Regions from separate parts of the Bos taurus genome. Here region 1 is linked to region 2. A link is a contact called in public Hi-C data. All regions are on one chromosome and are shown on one strand. The core of a region is the stretch at or near the end of the contact, and the rest is flanking DNA. Distances in the headings are between cores, read along the strand shown. Region 1 has its middle 23 kb from the start of MIR2372. Region 2 has its middle 61 kb from the start of MIR2372.

What was found. A called contact is a pair of places that touch in the nucleus more often than the background predicts.
Region 1: a contact with region 2 is called in a Hi-C map of liver, with 2.0 times the contacts expected there. The contact joins two enhancer-like sites.

The regions. Positions count from the first base shown.
Region 1 is chr22:56,030,831-56,038,643 of ARS-UCD2.0, reverse strand. It overlaps a transcript of TMCC1 not described here. Among named protein-coding and RNA genes, the nearest start is that of MIR2372, 23 kb to the left of the region's middle. Within about 2 kb of position 6,408, at least 10 of the 102 cell types and tissues checked have an H3K27ac peak or open chromatin away from gene starts, as enhancers often do. A contact at or near this core is called in liver, where this site is marked.
Region 2 is chr22:55,993,237-56,000,305 of ARS-UCD2.0, reverse strand. It overlaps a transcript of TMCC1 not described here. Among named protein-coding and RNA genes, the nearest start is that of MIR2372, 61 kb to the left of the region's middle. Within about 2 kb of position 1,850, at least 7 of the 102 cell types and tissues checked have an H3K27ac peak or open chromatin away from gene starts, as enhancers often do. A contact at or near this core is called in liver, where this site is marked.

The sequences.
Region 1 (7,813 bases), core at 5,159-7,658, 34 kb before region 2:
AGATTCCAGTTTGGTTTTAGCACAGGTACAGAAGTGACTTAAGTGACTCAGAAGTAGGTCATCCCGTTAGCACACAGCTCTTTGAGTTCCCCACCCCTCATATACCACTCAGAGAAAGACCCTAAAACCTGCCTTTCCCCTCAAAACACAAGTTCCTTGGGCTTATCTTATTCCCGAACAAGACTTCCTGACTTTCCTAAAATGAGACAGATTAGAAGAAAAGTATCACAGTTTCAGTCAGATCTTATTTTTTGCACTTTTATTTTGCTAGATTATCCCTTTTAGAGTCAAGAGGCTCGCTTCTTTTAAAATAAAGAACAAAAAAGTCAGCTGAGCTGAAAGAACACAGATTCCTCAAAAACACTAAACAAGAGAAAAATGCCCAAGTATTTCTCACTTAAATTCCAACTGGGAACATGAGGCTGAAATACCGCGGACCAACAGGAACCTTTACTCTGCATGCCATGCGATCCAACCCCCAGCCGGAATGCCTCCTTCCTCAGAGCACACACTACTTCCCATTGATTCCCCCACTTCAGTTGGTGTCCAGACCTCAGAGACCAAGGCTGCACTGGTATCTTCCAGCCAAAGGAAAATTATTTTCTTTGCTTCTCTTTTGTTCCTCTCTAACAGATTGCCAGTTCTTTTGTCCAGTCCATGTGGGCAGCGGAGCTAAAGAACTTCTGCCAGTTATACACGCTTAGCAAGCAAAAAGTAAACAAGACACATTCTTCTAAGCTGAAATGTTCTAAAAGCAAACTACAGCAGTTAGGTTTCTAAATATTTTCAGGTAAACAGTCTATTTACTAGAGTGTATTAATAGACTAAGATCTGGAATAAGGAAAAAAAACAATTCAAAATTTAAACTGAGCAAAATTTTCATTTAATATGAAGCTCAAAAGAGCATGAAACTGGAAAATAAGGGGGAAGAAATCCTAATCATGATTGGATCACTATGCAGCTGTGCTTCTGGCCTTGTTTACCCACTGATGCAATTAGGCTAAAGACACTTTCTCCCTTTCTGCCTTCGAAACAGGTTGAATTTCACAATATCTCATCTCCCTGCAGTAAAGCATAACTGCCAGAAGTGTACTACATCTCAAGGCAGTATGTTCCCTTTAAGAAAAGTTAATCAAACAGCCTAACTCCACTCTAACGGGGCTTTCTTTTGTGTGTGTGTTTCCGAGAACCAAGCACCAAATGACTGTATCTTGATTTGGCAATTTGTCTGGAATGCAATGACTTATGGCAGAAGCACAATATCCCCCATCATAATACACAGAGACTACTGGCAGCAGTAAATCAACCAAGAGTGGTCATGTGCTCTCAGAAATAAACTGGGAGCAGAAGTTAAACACCAAGAAGTAATTCCTAGCTTCAAATTATCTGTTCAGTTGTTATTTCTAAGACATCACTGCAAAATTAAAAGAAATCTTACATTTTACCTTTTAATTTTCTACATAAGGTGAAAGCCTAGTAAGTCTCTTAACATTTTCTTCTAATAACAACCAAAATATAAGTCAATCTTCTGGGTCCCTACAAATCTTAAGCTCTTCCTCTTTCCTACATTTTCATTGTCTGTGATCACCATTTCAGTAGAAGTTCCTTTTGTAATATGACATCAAATACTTTAAAGATGTAAAAAAGGTTCACCTGAGATACCTTTTGGGGATGGAGAAGCAGGGACACTTCTCCCTCACCCTAGCTTTACTGAGCTACAATGAACATGCTGTGACACATTTAACTTATATTCATTGTTCAGTTGCTCAGTCGTGTCCGACTCCCTGCAATCCCATGGACTGCAGTACGCCAGGCTTCCCTGTCCTTCACTATCTCCCAGAGTTTGCTCAAATCCATGTCCATTGAGTTGGTGATGCCATCCAACTATCTTACCCTCTATCACCCCCTTCTTCTGCCCTCAATTTTACCCAGCATCAGGGTTGTTTCCAGTAAGTCAGCTCTTTGCATCAGGTGGCCAAAGTACTAGAGCTTCAGCAACCATCCTTCCAGTGAATATTCAGGGTTGATTTCCTTTAGAATTTACTGATTTGAACTCCTTGCTGTCCAAGGGGCTTTCAAGAGACTTCTTAATTTATATAGTGGTTGGTTCTTTAATATTCTGGGAAATATCTTCAAATAGTGGTGGTCAGATAATTAAAAGTTATAAAAAGAACATATTCAAAGTACTCATGCTAAAAATTTGTCTCTCTGAATTCCTTTCAGATCTTAGTGGATCAGGTGGTCTGAAGAACAGGAAATATTATGAAGTCATATCTTTCCAAGTAAAATGGCAGTCACACCAACGATCAACATCTTAAACCAGAAGAGAATAACATGCAGTGAGGCATGACTGTTTCTGTATATACATAGTCAGAAGGCTTAGTCATTAAGCAGTTTGAGTAGACCTAAGGATTGTCTACTTCTGACCCCACTGAGGACAGTCCCAGGTCGATTACTCGCCTTCCTAGGCTCCAGTAAGGGAGCTAAGACTTCTGACCCCACTGAGGACAGTCCCGGGTCGATTACCCGCCTTCCTAGGTGCCAGTAAGGGAGCTAAGACTTCTGTCACTTTCATCCCTTGCCTGTCAAGCCAGAATAATTCATTCAGCGACATTTCTGTGACCAAAAAAACACTTGGGTTTGATTTTACTGCCTCTTCCAATTACATCCATTTCAAGCCCTTCCCCCACCCCCCACCCCCCACCTCCCCGCCAGGCTTCCTAAAGAAGCTGTCCACACTTACTAATGTCCTTTCTCTATCCCATATTCCACTTATCGGTCTGTTAACCAGCTTCCCACCTAGTCAACTGAAATTATATTCCTCAGTAAGATTTTTCTGTTTTGCTCACATAATGAGAAGAGAAGTAAACGGAAGGGTCAGCAGAGAATTTAGGGTCAAGACATCCACTTGACACTCACAAGCTGTGTATACTTCAACACTTCATTTCCCATCGCTGAGCACTTTCCTCCTCTGTAAACGGAATGGATTAGATGACAATCTCTAGGGTCTCTTCCTCTATTAAACCTATAGTTTCACAACTAAATTCAATCAGCCTTCATCCTTTTCTCTTTGCTGTATGACACTAATCACCACCTTCACTCCTCTATTATTTGCTCAAAGCTCTTCCACTCATGACTTCAGGTATTATCTCTACACTAATATCACCACCAAATTCTCTATTTCCAAATACACAGTCTCTCCACTTGGCCATTACATCTTCATCAAAGACATAATACACCCAAACTTGTACTTACACCCAAACCAACAAACCACCCTTCAGCTTGCTCCAAATATCCTGTTCCCTTAATAATTCCTAATTACCCAAAGTCTTGGATGCTATGCGAGTCTGAGTCTTCCTCCTTCCGTCTCCTTTTCATTCGATCCTGCTGGTCCTTCTTTCTGGACAGCAGATGCTTCCCCTTTCGAAACGTCGTCACTCATGGCGGGATTGCTCTAAACACCACTGCTTGTTTTCCCAGGCCTAGTTCGCTCACTTTCCCAGCCAATATCCTTTTGCATTGTCCAATACGGCAGCCACTAACTGCAGGAGGCTTTTAAATTAAGTTTAAAATTCAGTTTCTCGTTCACACCAGTTGCAGTTCAAGGCTCAACAGCCACATATGGTAGGTGACTATTACACTGGACAGCACAGATACATTTCCATCCTCACAGAAAGTTCTATTGGAAGGAGCCATAATCTTAGACAAAACTTCTTAGCACACTATTTACATCATGGGTTTTCTTAGTAAATATTTAGTAAGAATATGGGCTGGATTGCTAACACTTAATCAAACCAGTCTGAAATCTTTATCTGGACATCGAAACGTTCCAGACTTGGCTTCATCAAACTGCTTTGTACATTTTCTTTGCCAACACATACTCTGTTCGCCAAACTGCTCTCAGTGATCACGTAGTGGACAATGCTCATTATCACATTCATTCATTCTTTCATTCAATAAATAAACCACGTATGAGACACAGATTCCAGGAATACTGAAGAAAAGGAAACAGACAATAATCTTCTGACCGACTCTGCTTCCTCTCCGCTCACTGGCTTCCTACCCGTCTATCCTTCAAAGCCCATCTTCTTCAAGCTCTCCTAGCTTATTTTCCCCTCTCAAAGTTCTCAGGGCACTAGTACACAGCCCACATTTGGACACAATTAAGTAAAATTTAGTTTTATATTCTTTCATGCTTTATGATCCCACCTAGAATTCAATCTACTTAAGGAATTTGGCATTTACTACCAAGAGAGGAGATATTTCTGTGTTAATATGAATTTAACTTGGAGAAGGAAATGGCAACCCACTCCAGTGTTCTTGCCTGGAGAATCCCAGGGACGGGGGAGCCTGGTGGGCTGCCGTCTATGGGGTCGCACAGAGTCGGACACGACTGAAGCGACTTAGCAGCAACAGCAGCATGAATTTAACTAAAAGCAGAGTTATAAGAGACACTGAAATCTTATTTTATATATCTACTAAGTAGGACAATAACATTTGTTCTATCTAAATCATAGAATCAAACTAAATAAGAGTGAATAACTTTGATTTTTCTTGTTGGCAAGAAGAAATCTCTAGGGATTCATTATTTATAAAAAAGCTGAAAAATAAAGAGTAGGCAAAAGGTTACTATGCTGTTGTTACATTCAAGGGAAATGATGAAACCACTTTTAAAAAGTTATACACTAAGATTTCTGCTCAATAATAAAATACAATGTTCCATGGAATACTGCATTCTTAATTCAGGATGGCGCTTTTCTTTCCTTCCATTTTTTTCAAAGAAACAATTCATTCACGTTTTCAATAAACAGGAACTAGGCATCTACTATACCCTAGATGCTGAAGATACGTTAATAAAATAGACAAACACTCTCCAAGGAATTACATTCTTGAGGTGGGGGCAGGAAGAGGGAAAGAGAACAGATAAATTAGTAAATCATATAGTATATTAGTTATTGTACACTAAAAGGTAATAAATGATAGGAATAAAAAATAAAACAAGGAGATATCCTAATTTATATTTTAGAGTGCTCAGGGAAGGTCTCACTAAGAAGATCTGACAAAACAACACCTAAGGTAGGATCTGAAAGCAATGACCACATGAATGATGTGGCTCCCTGGAGAAAGAAGAACCCGGAGACAGCAGAGTACAGTGCAAAGGTACTGAGGGAGCAGAGTGCTTGGTACGTTCCAGGAATAGCTAGAGGGCCAATGTCAAGGAAATCAAACTGAATATTCATTGGAGAGACTGATGCTGAAGCTGAAGCTCCAATACTCTGGCCACCTGATGTGAAGAGCTGACTTGTTGGAAAAGACCCTGATGCTGGGAAAGACTGAAGGCAGGAGGAGAAGAGGACGACAGAGGATGAGATGGCTGGATGGCATCAGCAACTCCGGGACGTGAGTTTGGGTAGGCTCTGGGAGTTGGTGATGGACAGGGAAGCCTGGCGTGCTGCAATCCATGGGGTCGCAAAGAGTTGGACACGACTGAGCGACTGAACTTACCTTAGTGTGGTCAGAGAGTTAATGAAGAAACAGATTGTGTAGGGCTCTACGGACCGCGTACAAGTGAGTAACAAAGGAAAACACTGGAGAGTTTTGATCATATGAATAATATCATCTGGCTTAAGTTTTATTAGGATTATTCTGTCTTTTGTGATAAGAAGAAAATTCTAGTGGGGCAAAAGTAGATGCTAAAAGACTCGTGAGGAGGTTAATGCAGTAATTCAGGTGAAAGAGTGTGTCAGCAGAGAACAGATATTGGCAAATTCTAGATACATTTAAAAGTGAAGTCAAGAGGATTTGCTGATAAACTGGGAGTGAGAAAGAGGCATCAAAGGTGACTCAAAGATTTCCAATCTGAAGGGTGGAGGTGTTGTTAACTGTGAAGGAGAAGTGCAAGGGGACCAGGGGGGAAAGGATACCAGAAGCTTAGTTTGGGACATATTATGTCTCAAATGTCTGTTAGACATCCCGATGGAGATGTCAAACAGGCAGCTGAATATACGGGCCTGGAATTCAAGGCAAAGATCAGGACTGAGATTATACACTTGGGAAGTGTCAACATATAATGGTACTTAACACTGTAAGACTGGATGAGATCACCAAGAAAGTAGTAAACTGGACTGAGTCTAGGCTATAGCTACATAATTCAAAGATCAGGAAAGGAGACTGACTGGTGAGGACCAGTAAGGTGGAAGAAAAACCAAGAGTATGATATCCTGACAGCCAAGTGAGCAAAGTGTTCATTGAGGACAGAGCGACCGGCATGCCACATGTTCAAATCAAGAGGAGAACTGAGAACCAAGGACTGGATTTAGCAACACAGAGGTCACACTGGAGGTCTTGGCAAAGCATAAGCAGGAAAGCAACACCAGTGAAATGAACAGCCATGCCGGAGTCAAGGTCCCTGTGTCTCCACGTCTCCACAGCTGTAGGACTAGAGTGGTGCTGACAGACATGGCAGGCTCCCTCCCTGCTGACTCCTCCTTTGACTCTCATGGGAACTATTTTTACTTGAGCAGGACTTGGGAAAAAAAGGTAGAAGGGCATCTCTTGGGAATGTTTACCATCCTTCCTATGACTTTTCAGGTCAGTTGCTCAATACAATTTGATTATCATGAGCTGTGATATGTTATTTCCTTGTTTTGTTTGTTGTATTTGAGAATAGGAAATATGGACGGTAGCAGTAGATAGTGCTTCCACTTATCACCCAAAGCTTGAGTACTCCTGACAACTTCAACGGCAGAAAATGAAAACTTGCTTAAAAATTCAGCTAATTTAGATGCCAGAATGGGGAATTCCATTTAGTTTGTCCTTTAAGATAAGCTATTTTATACTAGCCATTTGCCCTTTCTCTTAAATTAAAAAATAGGCAAGGTGACTCTGGAAGCCATCAGTATATTCAAACACAAGTGTGTTTTTGTGGCTAATACAACAGCTGGGGTAGGTTTATCAAACCAAGAGACAGCTCAAGAATGAAGTATGAGGGCTTTTTCTCAGTTTAGCCCGACAGAGAGATGTCAGCTCTTAAAAGTCTCCATAATATCTAAATACCTAAATGTATTTGTTCTTTGACTAATAGAGAAAGGAAGTTTCATTAGGATTCTAGTTTCTAAGTAGTGATGTTTTATGCAGGAGTCTAAATGACAAAGTCTACAGAGGAACAACTTTTTGTATCTCCAAAGTCCAGGAAAGGCAGACGTAACACAGACAACTCCCCAATAGTCAGTATAGCTCTAGCGTTTCTTTCATGATCACTTTTTCAAAGGACATAGCACTTATGAAAGGTGGCTATCACCACTTGACACCGAGCTTTATTTATAAGGTGAAGAGGGAAGGCCTCTATATTCCAACATGCAACCAGAGAAAAGAAGACTGAAAGGCATGTCTTCCTGTATACAGACATGAAAAAAATAGATCAACATAAAGTTTACATAAACTTTACCATGAAGTTTACATGATGGGTGCGGGGCAGAGTAAGAAAATACTGATGACAATAAATAAACCAGAAAACCAGAGGGGAAAAAGAAAAGAAACTCAAAGGGAAATAAGGAGAGCTGAGGAACAAGTGTGTAGGGGTGGGGAGGGGGAGTAATTTTGCTGTTTTAAAGAAAACAGCTAAAGCCTTGCTGAAGAGGTGACTTCTGAGCTGAGACTTCAATGATGTACAAGAGCAATCCAAGCACATGTCTGGAGAAACAGGATTACAGAAGGAAGGAAGAACAAATGCAAAGGACCCAAGGCTACGTGTGCATTTGAGAAAACAGCAAGGAAGGGGGTATACTGCAAGTGGTCTGAGTAAAGGAAAAGA
Region 2 (7,069 bases), core at 601-3,100:
TGAAATCTGGTCTGCTCCCACTGACTGACGAAATCACAGGTCATGATGATGTAACACTGAAACAAGTCAAATATTAACAAATACTTACTAAAGCTAATACTTACAAACTAACTAAACAAATACTTACAATATTTTGCTAACTTGCCAAAGCTGCCTATCTTTCTTTAGATAAAATGCTGCATTATGATCATTGAAGAAAAACCAATCTGTTCCAGTAATCATCTTCTATCATACATGATCCTGGTCTGTCCTTCTATTTATCTACCTATGAGTCTTTGGGAAGCTAATAGTCACAAGACAAATTCTTGTAACAATGTTCTGGATTAAAAAAAAATAAAAACGAGTAGTGGACTTTGGGGGCCAAAATTCTCCCTCCCTCTTAAGACTGAAGGTTACTGATAAAGTACTCAAATCCTCTGTGAATAAAAGGGGAAAGCAGAAGGTATAGGCACATACTATGTTCCTTTAGAGGTCTAATTACTCTAAGGTCTCTATATATTTTGTAATATAAAGGAAAAGGAGGTTAAATTCAACTTAAAGAGTGAACTTGCCTTTGCATTATGTTGAGCCTTCGTCACAGAAGGAATACAACTCAGATGTTAAAAATAAAACCAAATAAAACTTGGAGAGGCATCCTTATGATGATAACTGTGCATGGTAAGTCTGCCAAGGTCAAGAACATCCTAGCTACACCTTCAATTCCACTCTTAGGACAACCACATTAAAAGTTAGTGTAAGATCATTAAGGATAATAAAGGCATCTTGCGGGTCACCACAGAAATATACTGCATTAGAACAAACATACACATTCTGGACCTCCTTGTGGCTCAGCTGGTAAAGAATCCACCTGCAAAGAGGGAGACCTGGGTTGGATCCCTGGGTTGGGAAGATCTCCTGGAGAAGGGAAAGGCTACCACGCCAGTATTCTGGCCTGGAGAATTTAATGGACTGTATAGTCCATGGGGTTGCAAAGAGTCAGACATGACTGAGTGACTTTCCCTTCATTTCACACATTCTAGACCTCTGAGTTAGGGTCAATAGCCTAAAAGTTACTTTCTTTGGCATATGAGTTTTGTTCTATAAAGTACCTTTACTAGAGAACAACTGAAAAGTCAAAACACATCTTCATCTCTGATTTATTCCTACTTTCCCATCCGGGATCGTTTCCTTGATAGTATCAGCTACCAAACTGACACTAAATACACAAACGAGAAAGATCTCTATTGGTTTTCATTTAAAAAATACAATTTTCAATGTTTTTGTTTTTAGGAAAACAGACATTATTTTACTACTTCTCCCAAGCAGACTTTAGGACTTTCAATTTTATCTTTAATTATTTTTAAAAGTATTTATTTATTCATTTATTTGGTTGCACTGGGTCTCAGCTGTGGCATATGGGATTAGTTACAGCATATGGGATCCAGTTCCCTGACCTGGGATTGAACCCAGACCCCAGTGCATTGGAACCCTGGAGTTCCAGCCACTGGACCACCAGGGAAGTCACTTTATTTATTTATTTTTTAAAAAATTTTTAATTGGAGGATAATTGCTTTACAATTTGTGTTGGTTTCGGCCATACAACAATATCTCTATTTTTAATTCTAACATTGTCAGTAAATTCTACCCACTCTTCTATTGTCAATTCCATTTCCACAGTTACCAATTCAGTTCAGTACTTTAAAAAGAGCGCCTATTACTACTACGTATGATAGTCACTACTCAGTCCAGCCCACATCCTAACAATTCCCTGAACTAGTGACTTCTCAAGGTATAATTCCTTCATTACTAATGGCCTGTCACAGTAGGAGTCATCTCCTCACTTCCGCCTACTTCTCCTGGTCTAGGGGTACCACCTTGTGGTCAGCAACAGGAATTATCCTTCCCATCACCTCGTTTCTTTCCCCTTTGGTAGAACATTACACCTAGGCTTTCTGGTTTTGCACACGGCTCAGTTAACTCAATCTTACAAACCTCCCTTTCTTTTGAACAGAGTAGAATGCCATCATGCAGTAATTTACTGCAGAGGGTAGTGTTCCTTATTTATAAACCCTGGGAAATTCACATACTCTAAGTCTACAAGCTATTTGTTACTGAATGAGAAAGAATGGGTTTTAGTCTACACCTTTGACAAGGCCAGTTGACATGACTATTTTTTAAAAAGCTACATATAAACACAGTAAATTTACTAAAAAAACAAAACAAAACAAAACACAGTAGGCCCCAAATGGAGTCTCTTATGCTAATTCTCGTAACATCAAACTGAGAACTAAACTACAGTTTTTTGCCTCTCCCAGAAATGGACTCAAACCAGCCAACCAGGAACTGCTGATTAGCATTAGTTAGGTAACCCTTGCCATCCTCTGTGAGGACAGTAACCTAGCAATAACCAACACACTTTTTGGACGAGTGTAACTTCCTTGTTCCTGCTCCCTTCTGCCTAGAAGTCTTTTTCTCTGTACAGCTCTTCAGAGTTCGTTTCTATTTGGCTCAGACTGAATGCTGCCCAATCCATGAATCATCAAATAAAGTCAATAAGCTCTTGACTTGGTTCAATTTCGTTTTTTTGAAAGGTACTAACACTTAGACCATACAACCTAAGTTTAAATAAGACATACAGATCAAATTCTCACTAGTTAAGAACTGTTTCAAGTATTGCTCCTCACCCATCAGGCATGGCAGACAGGTGGCTACAGCTTACGGCCTTGACGTACATTATCATTTTCTCCCCTTTAACAATGCCAAAAAAAATCCAACTTCCGTAACATTTCCTCATAGTACAGGCCCTTGGGACCTTACCCTTTGCTGTTCCCTCAGGTCTCCCTTCAGAGGTTTGGTCTGCTCCCTCGCATCCTCCAGGTCTTCGCTTGTATATCAGTGAGGTCTTCCCTGATCACTCTGCTTAAAACTTCCCTCCCTAGAAATCCTTATCCTCTTACGCAACTGTCATATCATGCACTTTACTTATATGTTTTGTTAAACTTCTCCAGAGCAAATATTTTTGTTTGTTTGTTTCACTCATACATTCTCAGTGCCTAAGACTGTGGTGGGCAAAGTATGGGCCGAGGCCCAGACACTGTTCACCAGTCAAACCCCGGCATGCCCATTCATTTACATAGTATGGGTGACTGATGTCATGCTCCGACACAGCTGAGTAGTTGCAAGACAGACCATATGGTGGAAAATACAATGACTACTTACAGAAAAAGTGTGCAGATCCCTAACCTAAAACAATGGTAGGTCAAACACTCAGTGGAACAACTACCAAGCAAACAAACACGGGGGGAAATGTCTCCGATCCCACGGTATTTTATAAAGATGTAACGGAAGAGTGTCTATACTGAGATATCACTATGAAGCTCTCCCCAGGCTGGCCACCTGTGACCCCTCTGAGGCCATCTTGTACTACTGTCCCCCCTCACTCAGCTTTTCCATACTGGTCTTGCTATTCCCTGGACACGTCAGGTAGGGAATGTCAGCTCCTACCCTGGAGTTATTTCATCCGCCTGAGTACTTATCCCCCAGAAAGCCAGCCTCATGACTAATTTCTTCATCTCCTCAAGTCTTCACTCAAACGTTACCTTCTCAGTGAGGCTTACCTTACCTTATACTGCAACTCCCCTCCCCTCTGTACACACCCCTAATCTCTTTCTTTCTCTAATTTTGCTCTTTTCTTCCCATAATACTCACCACACTTCATCGTAACATATTATTCATTTTTATATCTACTGTATGTTATCTCCTTCAATACAGAGTAAGCCTCCATAACAGCACATATGTTTGCCTGTTTCGTTTTCTGGTGTATTCTAACTACCTAGAAAACTGCCTAGTACATAGTTGGTATTTAATAAGTATTGATGAATAATTAAATGAAAGATTACTCCATTTCAAAAACTTCTCTGCATACACTCTCAAACTCCCTAACTAGATATCGTTTCTTGCTCCCTATCTATTTACTTCTAATTCATCAAACCAATAATTCAAGGGCCAAAGTATTGGATGTGTGCTCAGTCGCTCTGTCGTATCTGACTCTTCGACCCCATGGACTGTTAGCCCTCGAGATTCTTCTGTCCATGGGATTCTCCAGGCAAGAATATTGGAGTTGGTTGCCATTTCCTCCTCCAGGGGATCTTCCTGACTCAGGGATCGATCCTGCACCTCCTGCAATGGCAGGCAGATTCTCTACCACTGACCCACGTAGTGAAGCCCAAACTATTGGCATGAGGAGTAAGACACACCCCCGCCCTTAGGTAATTCTTCTTTCCGCTCCCACCGTCTCGTCTTTGATCCAAACTACTGTCATCTCTCTGGACACGACAGCCTTCCAGCTCATCTATCTGCATCCCACCTGAACCCAGTCTAATCTACTCTTCACACCATAAACACAGTGATATTTTCTAATCATAAAGGTGCAACTGTCCCCTTTGCTTAAAATGCTTTGATATTACTCATTCCTCTTAAATGGAGAAAAACTCCTGAACACTGTCTGCAAACCTCTGTATGAACTCCTTCCTCTCTCTCTCTCCAGCCTTACCCTCTGTGTGCTTGCATGGACACGCACACACACCTGCCATCCCGTCCCTCGTACTCAGGAAAGCGTCCTTCTATCTCAGCACCTTTGCACCTGGAGTTCTCTCTCCATCACCTAATTACCTCAGCTTACCCTCCAGATCTTTGCCATTTCCTCACAGAAGTGACATCCTTAACTAGGTCCTAAGTTCCTGTAATAGGCTCCAGTAGCATGTGCCACGGTTGAAACTTTAGATTTGCTCAAGTGATTATTTAATATGTGTCCCCATCTGATAATAAACTCCATGAGAGTAAGGATCACATCTTTTTCTGTTCATCACAGTATCCACAGTGACTGGAACATCTCATTATATGTTTGCTGAACAAATGACTGAATGAAAGAGTAAGTCAAGATATGGACAAAAGGAAAAACTTTAGAGGAAAAATAAAAAGCGTGAGAAAGGAGTACTAGCTGTTAAGTTGTAGGAGGTAAAGAAGTCCACATGGGCTAAATCATGGGAGGTCCTGTGTATCATCTTAAAGAACTTTCTTTGCCCCTCAGGAAATGATGGAGCCAGTGACTGCTTTTTAAGCAGTGGAAATGACAATGACTTTAGTATTTCAGATAGCTCTCACAAGCTGTGTCCAGCATGGAGAAAAAAAGAATCTGAAAGGGCAGTGAGACAGATGAAGGCCTAAACTAGGGCACTGATTTGGAATGGAGAATGGGGGCAACCTTGGGGGTCATGTCATTAAAGAGCAGGAGCGGTCCAGATAGCTCTAAGCTTGCCGACCGGGCTGAATGGGAGCTCCAGAAATTCGGATTCAGTAATTCTTAAAACTCGTGGGCTGACTGCACTGGAATCATCTGAGGCAACATGTTAGGAAGCAAACAGGAATATAATTAGAAGCGTTCATTATTAGCTATGATGATTACTCTTCATCCCACTTATTTAATGAAAAGGGAAACTATCTTTGGCCACAGCCTCGGGGTACTTGAAGAGATACTTCTTTTCAGTCACCCAGGCAAAGTGTGCAGAGTACTAGATATAAAGCACAAGAAGTTAACAGGTAATTTAACAGAAACTTACCCGCTCTGCAGACGCCTCATCCCCCGGCAGACACGCAGCAGCAGCGGCAGCGGCACAAGCTATTTCCATCACCACAGAGCTGGAAGGAGCGTCAGTAGTGGATGAAGACCTGGGTCGGCCGGACTGCATGACAGTTGCCATCTCCTGGCCAGATTTCCTGTTGATCTGGGGACTTCCCTTTGGGGCCTCTGGCTTGCCCCGCCTGCTGTGCAGGCTCGTCCCTCTCTTCATCTTGGGTGGCACGCGGATCTGCTGCAGGACACGATTCAGAGCTGTGGGGTGGGTGGGGACACCATCAGTCTCAGCACACGCGTTCTGGCTTTCCAGATCCATTTCAGGCTCTGGGTCTGCCTGAATCTGTTGCACATCGTGGGGGGACACGGACGACCTCCTGCGCTGGTGCTGGAAGAGATGCTTCAAGCCTTGGCCAATCACGTTAATGTTCTCCAAAGCATTGTGGGTCATTTTAGACAACTTTTGTTCTGATTCTGTTTGCTTTCTGGCCTCTGCATCTTGGGATTTGCCTCCGGGATCAGGGTCCTCAAATAACTGTTCACTGCCCGAAGGCTCCATCAGTAGACTTAATACGCTTATTTGCAAACTCAAAAAATTTTTTTAACACACCACGACTGTCAAATTAGGTAGGCATTGCTTCGACAGTAACTACACATGCAGCTGTGAGACGAAGGCTTCATGCCTACCTAATGTTAAAAAAAAAAAAAAAAAAAAGCTCGTATTATAAATCCATGCAGAAACTCCAGTGTTAAAAGAAAAACATGCCACTAGCCCAAGAAGTAGACACTATCATTAAGCAATCTTTAATCAGAAGATTAAAAGATAGTTTTCTAGATAGTGGGTAATGATTATTTTCTAGAATAGGAGGAAAAGCTCCGAAACAAGTACAAAGGAAATGAAAACACAGCGCTGTTAAAAAACTCCCTACAAGTTGCAATGTGAAGAGGAACTACATACTAGAAGGGTCATCTTGGAATGCAAACCATAATAATATTTGAGAGAACAGCCATTACTTGGGAAATCGAGAGACATCCGAGCACAGAGCATTCAATACAGACAGTCTAGCTGAGGCAATTGAAATGATTCCTCTCAATCACAACCATAGTTAATTATCTGCATGCTGAAGCTCAATATAGTAAATTCAAAGAATAACTGTGAAACGTGGACATCCCAATCTAACTGCATTGTGGGTTTTAATGGAAAAGAGGAATTTCCAGTTATATTCATCAAGGTCACTGGCAACTAGACACTTCTCTTTTGAGAAGGTTTGCTCTTTTGAAAAGAAAATGCAAACTGAAATCTTATAGGTTGGATTCTCTGCTGGAACACAAACGACCTTTCGGTACAATGAGTACATGATCCAGAAAGAATCTGTCTTCAGAGACTAGAGCTTGGCTCAGAACCAGTGAACAAAGAAAGAGACTCAAAGGAATCCCTTTCTTTGAAAAGGGTCGACT